Regions from separate parts of the Mus musculus genome. Here region 1 is linked to region 2. The links are chromatin contacts, called in public Hi-C maps. All regions are on one chromosome and are shown on one strand. The core of a region is the stretch at or near the end of the contact, and the rest is flanking DNA. Distances in the headings are between cores, read along the strand shown.

The links. A called contact is a pair of places that touch in the nucleus more often than the background predicts.
Region 1: a Hi-C map of the N1E-115 cell line shows a contact between it and region 2, with 2.6 times the contacts expected there. The contact joins two enhancer-like sites. A contact is called at or near these places in 3 of 39 promoter capture datasets (the C10 cell line, cranial neural crest and hippocampal neurons), 6 of 484 Hi-C or Micro-C datasets (the N1E-115 cell line, embryonic stem cells, frontal cortex and 2 more) and 1 of 115 datasets of contacts at active chromatin or transcription factors (fibro-adipogenic progenitors).

Annotation. Positions count from the first base shown.
Region 1 is chr5:43,548,936-43,555,299 of GRCm38.p6, forward strand. All of the region lies in intron 1 of C1qtnf7 (C1q and tumor necrosis factor related protein 7), which reads left to right. Among named protein-coding and RNA genes, the nearest start is that of Gm15866, 21 kb to the right of the region's middle. Within about 2 kb of position 1,661, at least 29 of the 459 cell types and tissues checked have an H3K27ac peak or open chromatin away from gene starts, as enhancers often do. A contact at or near this core is called in the N1E-115 cell line, where this site is marked.
Region 2 is chr5:43,421,860-43,429,096 of GRCm38.p6, forward strand. No RefSeq gene overlaps it. Among named protein-coding and RNA genes, the nearest start is that of Gm43699, 71 kb to the left of the region's middle. Within about 2 kb of position 1,387, at least 14 of the 459 cell types and tissues checked have an H3K27ac peak or open chromatin away from gene starts, as enhancers often do. A contact at or near this core is called in the N1E-115 cell line, where this site is marked.

The DNA.
Region 1 (6,364 bases), core at 411-2,910, 130 kb after region 2:
TCATCTGAATCCTCCAGAGAAGTCAAAGGTTATATAGTCACATAGAAGAAGGGTAACTTTGATATGGTCACTAACCTGATTAGTATGGACTCCATCACAAGACTTACTCACCCCTCAGGTCATCACCACAGCAAAATGAGGAATCATATATCCAGTGAGAAAACTGGTTTGGAATACTTAAGTGACTCCCTAAGCTACCCTTTGCTGATAAATATTCTAGGCAGTGCGTGTTTTCATCTTGAGTTTTCTCTTTCCACATCTAGTAATCTCTCTGAACGAACGTCTAGACAGGCTATGCCTCTTTATCTGGCTTGGCATGTTTTCTCTACATTGAGTCCGATTCTATGACCAAAACTCAACCTTTCTCTCAGTGCCTTCTTCCAGCAACACTAAACAGAGCATGAGAACGGAGGCACAAGCAAGGGGCCATGCTGATGACATTCCGTCCCATGGTGCAATTGCTTGTATCCTTGGTGAAACATTTTCTCAAGGATCAACACAATATATACCCAAGCAAAGGCCATTAATATTACCATCCCATTTAATAGCTTTCAGAACCATAACTTAGAGACAGAAATAACCTTGTCCGGTGACACAATTCCTAAAGGCCAAATTCCACTATCAAAACTGTGCATCTGCTTCCACCTCCAATTATGGACATAGTGCTAAAGGCAAATGGGGACTGGGGGGGTGGGGAGGGGTTGGCACCAGATTTTCTGCTAGCTATGTGCTCCTCATGGAGCTTTACAAACCTTCACATCTTCCCACGGCCAGTTGAAGGTGATGACATTGATGGCCCTCACAAATATTCTCTCTAGCAGCAATTAAGAAATAATAGCAGCTGGTCTCAAAAGCTCCGTCAGAGCTCCTTGATTCCCTGCACATGAAGCATGAGACATTCAGCTGAACTTTAGATATTATCAACACTCGGCACTCTTTCCTAAATATGATTTAGGGAGCAAGCCAGCAGATAAAGAAGGATATTTGTTTTATTCTTTTTTCTTTGTTTGTGAAGCCCCTTCCAATAGTCAGGCACTCTGCAGAGACTCCTGCACCACTGGACACCCTGCCCTTCCAGGCTGCCTCTATCTGCCACCCTTTGAAGCTTAGGAGTATGCTTTTAAAAAGCAAATCAGGAAAATACACTGAAGCCAAGCAGAGGTGAGGGGGGAAGGGGAGTGAGTGCTTCTTGCTGCCAGAGAAAAGGGGCTTTACGCTAAAGTCCACATCTGTGCAAAGTTCCAAGCATCCAGCTGTTGAACGTTCTTGAAAATGCTGAAAGTAAACAGCCCTCTTCCTCATCCACGCAGACATCTTCAGGCTATTTCCACCCTGGAGAAGAGTCTTGGCTTCTGTTGTCTTACACTCTCTGTGTGCTTCTTTGATACTTCGGGGTGTTTACTGACTCAGGCTTAGTCGATTAAACAGTTATGGGAGACACTTGTGCCAAACTGAAGAGGAAAAGTGAAAGTGGGGCTCAGCTTTGCCTGGGTTGGTTTTGAAAAGCCCCCAGACTTCCACTCCTCCTCTCACAGATCAGTACTTACAGGGAGTATCACTCAGAAACCTTGGGAACAAGCAAAGAAGACATCTCACCTCCCCCTGAAAGACAGGATTGCCTGCGAGTCTGCTCCTGCTGAACCCAGGGTGAAGGTGCTGCCTTTGATTTGCTCTGAGAGTCTAAGAGAGGAGGAAGAAAACCTCTGAGCCAACCCTGCTCTGTCTAGAGTACTTTGTAATGGATAGATCCTGTGCTTGATTTACAGTTTGCTAAGAGTGCTGATTTATTTACTGTCCATTTTATGATTAAACAAATGTGCCACTCCACGTGGCTGAGGGGGATAGCTCAGGACAGGAGCATAAGCAACTGTACGAGAAACAATGGATTCTTGTTAAGAGCAATTCCGAGAATAGAATGTGTGCTCTCATAAATGGTGTGCAAGTTCGGCGTGCATTTTTTTAATCAGTATTTTAAATTGGATTGTGGCTTGTGACTTTGGAATCATGGAGAGAGAATAACAAACTTCAAAGGAATCATTTTGTTTTCAGTGGATTTTTCTGCCATAAAACCATACAGCTTCTTCAAGAGTCCAGTGTCCTTTTTTAGAGCCCTCATCATGGTTCAAAGTCTGTATGAGACATGTGTCCCCCAAGATCTCACCACCTGCCCCACTACCAGATTCTATCTCCCACAAAGTTTTTATTTAAATTTGAAAGGTACCACACCCTTGCTTAACGTGTGTGCTCCAGACTCCCTGGAAATTTCCCAAATTTACAAGAATAAGCACTTCTAATACTAGCTGATAAAATCTGTCTTTCTTTGTGTAATTTGGGCTCACGCCATGGCATCCAGTGAGGGTGATGGTGAGCAAGCGTGGTCTCGTTCTTCCCCTCACCGTCACCTAAATAGATGTCATCTGTCTCCTGGACTGACTGAAAGACACAGCAAATGTCAACTCAGTTAGAACAAGCACGTGAGTGGTCATAACATAGCACAAGCTAGTTTTCATTTTATAGGTAGGAGCTAAACACACTGGATGCTTGCTGTTTGACATGTTTGCTATGCTACGTCATAAGATAGAGGAACTGAATATAGAATGTAAAAGGAGAAGAATTAAGGGGAAATATTACTGAGCACTTAGAGTGGGTTTGGTCCATCTCCCCTGCTCCATAGAGAAGGTTGGTGGCTGCCAAGGGATACAGAATGTGAAGCTAGAAGGACTGGGGACATAAGCAAACTGGCTTCTGTGTGGATGTGTGTTTACATAATGCCCCTGCACTTCAGTTTCCTCTCTATAATATATCAGCAGCATGTATCAAATAAAGGTTAGAGTCCATATTACAGATTTTCACGCCTCATTAATGTATGAGAAAACTAAAGCTAGTGAGATGGCTAGCCAAGGTCACATGGGCAGCTGGCTATGCAGATTAGAAAGAAAACTTTCTACTTTCATTATTGCAAAAATTCTAGACTGTCATCTTTTCCTATGGTTGGAATCCTTCACATAACTTCCCAACAGTGGTTCTCAAACTTCCTAAAGCTGTGATGGTTACCATAGTTCTTCATGTTGTGGTGACCCTCAACCATAAAATCCCTTCATGGCTACTTCCCAACTGTAATTTTGTTACTGTCACGAAGCCTAACGCAAATACCTGATATTCAGGAAAACTGATATGCACTCAAATGGGTCTCAACCCACAGGTTGAGGACCACCGCCCTAGTAGTTGTTATGGTGGCCTTCTGAGAAAGCACTGATAACTTTGATTTCACTCAAAGGAATTGAAGCTCAAGAGAATGAAGAAACTTACCCAGCAGCACTCAGCTCCATGGTAACAGGGATAGGAATTAGAAAACAGGTTTCCTAATTCCAATCCTGTGTGCTTTCATGGTCCACATTTGTCCTGCCCTCGCCAAGCTGTTCGGGGGCAGGGCCATGCCTTCCAAGAGCTGCTCACCGTCACTATCAACTAACTTCTAACCATGCCTGGCTCAGTGTTTCATTTACAAACTCAGGGGCCTGTGATCCTCTGTTAGTAAATCGTCCAGATAATTCAGTTGCGGGTCAGAGTTCACCAGCTACCATGCTCAGCCAGCTCTGTGGTCTGGGGCTAAGTAAAGGCTGTGTGTCCAGCCTGACCTTTACCTGAAGAAAGCAGAGCTCTGCTGAGGGCAGGAGAGTGTCCATTTTCTTCCCACACAAAATTTTGTCATGTCCTGTGATCACAGTCAATAACAGTCAGGGTTATGGACTCGTAAGCAAGCAAGCACGCTTAAAATAGTAATAGGAGGGGCTGGAGAGATGGCTCAGCAGTTAAGAGCACTGACTGCTCTTCCAGAGGTCCTGAGTTCAAATCCCAGCAACCACATGGTGGCTCACAACCATCTGTAGTGGGATCTGACGCCCTCTTCTGGTGTGTCTGAAGACAGCTAGTGTACTCATATAAATAAAATAAATCTTTAATAAAAAAAATGGTAATAGGAAGTCTTCATTATGTCCAGTGAATTCCTTCCCTTTTGACATATGCCGCTTTCTAAGCCATGTGACCACTTTAAAAACTTTTTGTTGCAGTCCCTTTAACTGCTCCAGTGAACAGTGGGGCTTAAGATTGCTTTCATCTAACCCCTGTTTTATTATTATTACAAATCAGTGCAGCCTTAAAAAATAGGTAAGGGGCTGGAGAGATGCCTTGGTGGTTAAGAGCACTGGTTTGTCTTCCGTAGGACCCTGGTTCAATTCCCGGCACCCACGTGGTAGCTCACAACTGTCTTTAACTCCAGTTCTGGAGATCTGATGTCTTCTTCTGGATTCTGTAGGCACAGCCTACATATGCTGCACAAACATGCAGGCAAAAACCCCACACACATAAAATAAAATAAATATCTTTTAAAATTCAGTTAATAGATTTTATCAACAGATGAGAAGACATTTAGATTATCTACCTATATTGGAGAAATTTATTTTTAAAACTTTTATCTATTTATTGTGTGGAGTAAAATGTCTCTGTGACCACTTTAGCACAAGCATATGAAAAACCGAGGGCGAAAGGCCAAATGCATGCGTGGAAGCTGGGAACTTCATGCCTGAGAAAGGGGTCATGGAGGTAGTGGGAAACAGGAACCATGGAACAGTATCACGGCTAGAAAAGAAATAATTCTCTCTTCATCAGCTTTAACCTCAAGAATCCCAGCATATCACTACTCTCTTCCCTTTGTGTCACAGACATAAACAGCTTAGCCCAGTGGTCTGCATGATATATGCTCAATAGGACCTGTTGCTATTGCAGCCCTCGTCTTGCTCTACCTGATCAATAAGCATTTACTGAACACCCAATATGTGCCAATCATTACTCTAGACTAGTGTTTCTCAACCCCCCTAATACTATGACTCTTTAAACAATTCTTCATGCTATAGGAACTCCCACCATAAAATTATTTTCATTGCCACATCACAACTGCAATTTTGCTCCTGTAATGAATTGCAATTTAAATATCTGTGTTTTCTGATGGTCTTAGATAACCCCTGTGAAAGCATTGTCTGACCCCAAAGGGATCATGACCCACAGGTTGAAAACCACTCCACTAGACATAGCAGTAAGCAAGAACCAAAGGGCCTGCTCTTGTGAACCCTGCCTTAGAGGAAACTACAAACAAAAGAACCATAGACCCAAATGGCCCCTTCACAGACTAAGTGAAGAACCAAGTAAGTTAGTGGACAGAAGGAAGAAATGGACAGACAGGAAAGGGGCACTTCTTGACTAAGGTGCTTAGGGACTCACTGCTGATAAAGAGACATTTAGCACAGGACTTCGGTCATAAGGAAACACACAGAGCTAAATCCAGATTGAAGCAGATGACACTGAAACCCATTAAAAATAATTCATTATCATGTGCATATTCATGATTGTATGGGTACACATGTGTGCATGCCTGAAGGGCTAAAGACAATCTCTGCCTCTGTCCACCTTAAAAAAAATTTTTTTTAGACATAGGCTTTCATTAACTCAGAGCTTGTCAAGCATCCTAGGGTGGCTAGCTAGCAAGCCCCAGGAATATGCCATTCTCCAAGGCTCCATAGGTCCCAGGGACTGAACTTGGGTCCTCTCCTTTTCCCGGCAGGTACTTTACTCCAGCCCAGTGAAACACATCGTAGACCTGATCTATCACCCATGAACTGCAGAGCCTGATAAATCTGAGAGGTTTTCTTTTAGCCTTGGAATCCTGTTTTGGAGTTTCCTTTTCTTTCTTAGTATCATGCTAGGAGTAAGTATGTGAAGATTAAAACAAACAAACAAAAACAAAACCAATCTCTGCCGCAGTGCTCATTTGCTTCCTTGTTCCATTTCCCAGGTTTTTAAAAATAATGTTCTCCCTCATCAGAGCTACGTTAGGAGGCTGTAAATGAAGATTAAAGAATCACTTCTCTTTTAAACGTTTTAATCATCACCATTTCTAGAGATTAAGTCATTAGAGAAGACAGAGCCAAGACAGGGCAGACTTTGGAATGGGGTGAATTGTGTGACTTCCTGTGTGGCTTCAAGTTTGAAAGCATACAAAACATTAATTGAGCCAACAGTCAGCATTGGAGGCAGACGGCCAATCCCACTCCACTGGCCGAGAGTCATGGGTATAGCTTTTAGAAACAACTGGTCTGGGATATTTCCTCATAGGTCTGAAACAGCACCTACCCAAAGGGAAGGCCCCCATGCAGGGAACTGCCCCAGAAGAGTCATTGTCTTTCAATTACCCAAACAATTGTAGCCAGGATATGCTTAGCTGGAAAGACCCAGACAATTGTCTCACTGCTGCCTTTTGCTTTTGTTTTGAGAATATAAATCTCAGTTTTGTACCCAAAGCCCAGATGAG
Region 2 (7,237 bases), core at 137-2,636:
TCTTCATCTGAAGGGTGCTAGCAGAATACTGACTTCCAGGTATCTAGGACAGGGACATTAAAGCCCACACTGACACACCTGATCCAACAAGGCTACACTTCCTAATACTGCCACTCCCTGGAGCAAGCATATACAAACCATCACAGGGACAAATAATTCAAGCACAGATATAGCAAGATACAGGCCAGTTTTTCTACTAGACAACATAAGAATTATTAGTCTCTACAATAAAATTATAGCCTTGATCAGAAATAAAGATGAGAAATAGGGTCATTTGTGTTTTTACGCCCCCCCCCACCAAACAGAATTGTCCTTGTAGTGACTTTCAAAGCACTTTCTGACAGAAATAACCCTATAAAATGGTCATAGTGTGTATGTAGAATTTCTCATTATTTTTGAAGATTGCTCCAAACGTACTAGTAGCCTGGTTCTAAGACCACCACAAAGAGGATTTCACATCAGCATGAATCCTGAGGTGCTTTGTAAGTTTATATGACTGATGAGGTCAAAGCTAGTGACAAGCTTGTATATAGGAAGCATCTAGTAGGCACTGAACACTATCAGTCTCTTCTGCATACCTATCGTTAACCTTGCGTTGATGAACTCTACCATGTTACTGTGTTCCCTTCCTAAGAGGAGGAAATAGACATTTAAAAATGGTTAAGAAATGTGTCAAAATTACCAGCCTGATAACCCCTCACATCACTGGGGTTTCAGGTTTGTGCCCAGTCATGCCAAGATTCTTACAGGGGTGCTGGGGGTTTGAACTGGGGTCTTCATGCTTACACACACAGCAAATGCTCTTACCCTCAGAGCTTCAGATTAGCACCCATTTAAGAGAGACTCTGGAACCCACCTTGTCCCATCTTCTGTGTCTAAAAGCAGTAGCCTACCTGGGTTATCAGCCACCTAGATTGATACAAAATAGGAAATCTGTGAATAAATAAGCAAATACCAGGGTCCCACTACACAGACTTACCTGAGGTGCTGGCCCAGAGCTCCCTGGACATCTGAATCTAACACCTCCTAGACATTTGGAGACTACTGATCTTTCATTACTAAAGCTAAAAGACTCCCTAAAGTTCACACACGGACTCCCTAGGCAACACTCCTGGGATCTCAGAACTGGGAAATCTTTTACACACCCCTGGCTTGGCCATACACTCCTGAAGAGGGACATCTGAGATCTTTCCTACCAGAGTGAAAAGTCTTGTCGTGGTCAACTTGTCTGAAATCATCCTCCTAGTCATGTTATCAGCTTTTTAAAGCTTCACTGTTCAGACTTCAGGATCTGACAGATGTGTCCAAGAGCTCTGTGGCTTCTGAGGTAACAGTTTGTCCTCAACTGTCAAGTCATGGCTACATTTCATAATACCACCAGGGGGCAGCAATGTGCAAATAACTCCTCTCCAGGACCTGCTGTGTTGGTCTGACAGGAAGCTGTGTTTCAGCTTCCTTGTAAGTCTCAGAATTGAAATAATGTTAACAAGATCACCTCAGGTCTGCTCTGGGACCTGACAGAAATAACTCATTTCAAATGAAAGTGCCCTGCCGATGCACAGGTGCATCGGAATCACTGTTCTCAGGGTTTGGATTCCATGGTCGTTTCACCATATGCTGGGAGCTTCCGTGGGGCAAGGACAAACAGCAATCAGTGGGGACCAGGTGCACAGGGCTACCTAAAACCACTCACACTGTAAGTCTGAAGCTCTTCATTTATTCATATCCTTCCTACTTTTTTGGTCTGTCTACCCTCTTCCTTGAGAGCTGGAATTTGTATGGTTGGTTCGTCGATGTATCTCCAACAAATGAAAGCCCCGTAGATCAATAACTATCTGTCATACAAACGAGTATAGGCTTGGCAAGAAATGTCATGAGTGGAGATTGGCATCATCTCAACTAGACCACACTAAATTAGTTGTTTCAATAATTTTACTGTCTATAACTACCAGGGGATGGGAGTGATGTAAAACAAAACAAACAAACAAAAAAACCAAAAATCAAAAAACAAAACAAAACAAAAAGAAACCATCACTTGGGATCTTACTTGGAGCTCCCGTTTACAGAAGAGGAAGAAGCAGAAGCCCAAGGAGAGGAAAAACCCAGCTACAAAGACCTACATGGCAGAGCCAGGTGTGCAAGCCTGATTGCCGCCACTGTGATTTCCACGCATCCCATTGCCTTCCAACTTTCCCCTTTCCGCCAAATATCCCTTCCTAGATAAATAAACTGCATAAGTTAACCAGATCTACTCACTTGCTAATTAGCAGAGATAAAATTTGGCCACCCGTATTCAGAGTTGCCAAATTGCCCTATTGAGGAGTCTCTCTGGCCAGCCTTTCTACTCTCCCTTCCCTGCACCATCTCTGTACTAATCCCTCTGGGATATCTAGTCGCTCTTTACCACAGCCCTATGTCAACGCTGTTGTTATTTCTCTTTCACCAAAGAAAAATGTAGCCGTGACAGCAAATTTAACTGCAGGGCACTTAGCTGGCCTCAGTATGTTTCTGAGGGGCTTGGTGTTTGATAGTGTGTTTATTCCCGTGCCAGTTCCTGGGGACTTTCATGATCTCCTCTTAGAGATGTGGACCCTGAGGTAAGGAGAGGATAAGAGGCTTACCCACCATCAAATCACCGGGAAATAGGAAAGCCACTAGGTATGGATTCCAATCATTTGCTCACTTTGCACGGAGAAAACACAGGCCAAAGCTGGAGAGTCTCTGGAGCAAGGTCACAGGGAGTGTCCATGTTGACTCCATTTTACTACATTTATTTTAACAAGATCAAGCTGCAGGTTTGGACCAAAAAACCCTGTTAGGAATTCACAGCAGGGGTGGGGCTTAGAATGCGAAGGCTTTCCGGCTTGCAAGCAGTGCTTCCTCTGGGTTTCCTTTCACTCTGCGTCCTCTGCTATCTCTTTCCAGGCTGCAGCCACTAAGTTCTTTAAGAAGCCCATTCTCTGGCAAAGCTATGGCCAATAGATGCATGGGTGGGACTTCCTGCCCCACCCTTCAGTCTGGGCCCTGAGATGCTAGGGCTTGCTGTGGGTATGGAGGGCACACTGAAGCATGGCCATCCCGGCCTAAACAGGAAAGCAAACGGAAGTTACCTCAGAGTGCTTAGGAAATGGGGTGGATGAAAATGGGCTAGCTTCCCTTCTTATTCTGTCAAACGGACCTGAGCTCCAAGCCTCTGAAAGCCATCAAGAGAAGACAGCCTCAAAGGCAGACAGGAAGTGGTTCTGTACTGGCTGGAGGTGCTTGTGCTGACTGAACTCTTACACCTGGAAGGAAATGGGTAGCCGGATTGGCTCGATAATCTCGTGCCCTGAGTGCAAACACACATGTTCTAGACCTCTGAATCTTGTACACACTAGCCACTCTGAGGAACACATACAATAGGGTATTGAAGAAAGGCTATAGGCCCCATAACCAGAAATGCTCCCACATTCCAGCCATGGGATGCTGTATAAAGGATACTGTTGCTCTGGGGCTTAGTGGCTTTATCCATACAATGGGAACATATAGAGCCTGTAGTGGTGAATTAGTTAACCACTCTAGCTACTGGGTCACATGTGCATGTCCTGCACAGCCCAAGAGCTCTGGATTCACAAATGAAACACACACACATACATAAACACAACACAACACACACACACACACACACACACACACACACACACACACACACACACCAGCTAATTTTAATATGCCTTGACTAGCTCAATGACTGGACACTTCTAAACGTCCCCACAGCTAGCACACATGCCCCTCCAGTATTCCTGAGTAAACATCTTTTAAAATCTATATTTTATCTCTGCTACCTCAGATCCAATCACAGGAGTGGCTTCTGTGGCTCCTTCAGTCCCTTGCCCACACAATCTAAAAGTCCCACCTGTCTCCCTGCCCAGCCAATTCTGGAAGCGCCACTTTTGTGAGTTGAATTAAGACAAAGCACTAGAACTAATCCCTAACAAGAATCTATCTCTTAGGTAGAGTAGAGGGGCTTAGCAAACCAGTTCCTGTATCAGGAAGGGAGGACTGCCCTGGTGTAAGTAAAGGAGACAGCAGGTCTTAGGCCTGGTTCTGTGCTCTGGTCATTAGATGCCTTGACCATCTTTCCCTCTGGCAGCCTCGTATTCATCCTCAGGAGTATTTAAGATCGAATATGACCCTCTGCAAAAATTTCTAACCATCCTGTCTTGCGTGCGCTCGACTGGCCAGGAAAAACGACGCTGCAACAGGATCCTTCTGCACACGTTTATTGAGAGAGCTTGATTGTAGAGGCGAAGAGACCTTGAGCCCAGAACTGGTGCTGCTTTTTTTTTTTTTTTTTTTTTTTGTATTAGTTTTTCTTCACTTATTTCTTTCTTTTTTTTTTTTTTCATTTTTTATTAGGTATTTAGCTCATTTACATTTCCAATGCTATACCAAAAGTCCCCCATATCCACCCACCCCCACTCCCCTGCCCACCCACTCCCCCTTTTTGGCCCTGGTGTTCCCCTGTACTGGGGCATATAAAGTTTGCAAGTCCAATGGGCCTCTATTTCCAGTGATGGCCGACTAGGCCATCTTTTGATATATATGCAGCTAGAGTCAAGAGCTCCGGTGTACTGGTTAGTTCATAATGTTGTTCCACCTATAGGGTTGCAGATCCCTTTAGCTCCTTGTCTACTTTCTCTAGCTCCTCCATTGGGAGCCCTATGATCCATCCATTAGCTGACTGTGAGCATCCACTTCTGTGTTTGCTAGGCCCCAGCATAGTCTCACAAGAGACAGCTACATCTGCGTCCTTTCAATAAAATCTTGCTAGTGTATGCAATGGTGTCAGCGTTTGGATGCTGATTATGGGGTGGATCCCTGGATATGGCAGTCTCTACATGGTCCATCCTTTCATCTCAGCTCCAAACTTTGTCTCTGTAACTCCTTCCATGGGTGTTTTGTTCCCAATTCTAAGGAGGGGCATAGTGTCCACACTTCAGTCTTCATTCTTCTTGAGTTTCATGTGTTTAGCAAATTATATCTTATATCTTGGGTATCCTAGGTTTGGGGCTAATATCCACTTATCAGTGAGTACATATTGTGTGAGTTTCTTTGTGAATGTGTTACCTCACTCAGGATGATGCCCTCCAGGTCCATCCATTTGGCTAGGAATTTCATAAATTCATTCTTTTTAATAGCTGAGTAGTACTCCATTGTGTAGATGTACCACATTTTCTGTATCCATTCCTCTGTTGAGGGGCATCTAGGTTCTTTCCAGCTTCTGGCTATTATAAATAAGGCTGCTATGAACATAGTGGAGCATGTGTCCTTCTTACCAGTTGGGGTATCTTCTGGATATATGCCCAGGAGAGGTATTGCTGGATCCTCTGGTAGTACTATGTCCAGTTTTCTGAGGAACCGCCAGACTGATTTCCAGAGTGGTTGTACAAGCCTGCACTCCCACCAACAATGGAGGAGTGTTCCTCTTTCTCCACATCCACGCCAGCATCTGCTGTCACCTGAATTTTTTATCTTAGCCATTCTGACTGGTGTGAGGTGGAATCTCAGGGTTGTTTTGATTTGCATTTCCCTGATGATTAAGGATGTTGAACATTTTTTCAGGTGCTTCTCTGCCATTCGGTATTCCTCAGGTGAGAATTCTTTGTTCAGTTCTGAGCCCCATTTTTTAATGGGGTTATTTGATTTTCTGAAGTCCACCTTCTTGAGTTCTTTATATATGTTGGATATTAGTCCCCTATCTGATTTAGGATAGGTAAAGATCCTTTCCCAATCTGTTGGTGGTCTTTTTGTCTTATTGACGGTGTCTTTTGCCTTGCAGAAACTTTGGAGTTTCATTATGTCCCATTTGTCAATTCTCGATCTTACAGCACAAGCCATTGCTGTTCTGTTCAGGAATTTTTCCCCTGTGCCCATATCTTCAAGGCTTTTCCCCACTTTCTCCTCTATAAGTTTCAGTGTCTCTGGTTTTAAGTGAAGTTCCTTGATCCACTTAGATTTGACCTTAGTACAAGGAGATAAGTATGGATCGATTCGCATTCTTCTACACGATAACAACCAGTTGTGCCAGCACCAATTGTTGAAAATGCTGTCTTTCTTCCACTGGATGGTTTTAGCTCCCTTGTCGAAGATCAAGTGACCATAGGTGTGTGGGTTCATTTCTGGGTCTTCAATTCTATTCCATTGGTCTACTTGTCTGTCTCTATACCAGTACCATGCAGTTTTTATCACAATTGCTCTGTATTAAAGCTTTAGGTCTGCCATGGTGATTCCGCCAGAAGTTCTTTTATCCTTGAGAAGACTTTTTGCTATCCTAGGTTTTTTGTTATTCCAGACAAATTTGCAAATTGCTCCTTCCAATTCGTTGAAGAATTGAGTTGGAATTTTGATGGGGATTGCATTGAATCTGTAGATTGCTTTTGGCAAGATAGCCATTTTTACAATGTTGATCCTGCCAATCCATGAGCATGGGAGATCTTTCCATCTTCTGAGATCTTCCTTAATTTCTTTCTTCAGAGATTTGAAGTTTTTATCATACAGATCTTTCACTTCCTTAGTTAGAGTCACGCCAAGATATTTTATATTATTTGTGACTATTGAGAAGGGTGTTGTTTCCCTAATTTCTTTCTCAGCCTGTTTATTCTTTGTATAGAGAAAGGCCATTGACTTGTTTGAGTTTATTTTATATCCAGCTACTTCACCGAAGCTGTTTATCAGGTTTAGGAGTTCTCTGGTAGAATTTTTAGGGTCACTTATATATACTATCATATCATCTGCAAAAAGTGATATTTTGACTTCCTCTTTTCCAATTTGTATCCCCTTGATCTCCTTTTGTTGTCCAATTGCTCTGGCTAATACTTCAAGTACTATGTTGAAAAGGTAGGGAGAAAGTGGGCAGCCTTGTCTAGTCCCTGATTTTAGTGGGATTGCTTCCAGCTTCTCTCCATTTACTTTGATGTTGGCTACTGGTTTGCTGTAGATTGCTTTTATCATGTTTAGGTATGGGCCTTGAATTCCTGATCTTTCCAGAACTTTTATCATGAATGGGTGTTGGATCTTGTCAAATGCTTTTTCTGCATCTAACGAGATGATCATGTGGTTTTTGTCTTTGAGTTTGTTTATATAATGGATTACATTGATGGATTTTCGTATATTAAACCATCCCTGCATCCCTGGAATAAAACCTACTTGGTCAGGATGGATGATTGCTTTAATGTGTTCTTGGATTCGGTTAGCG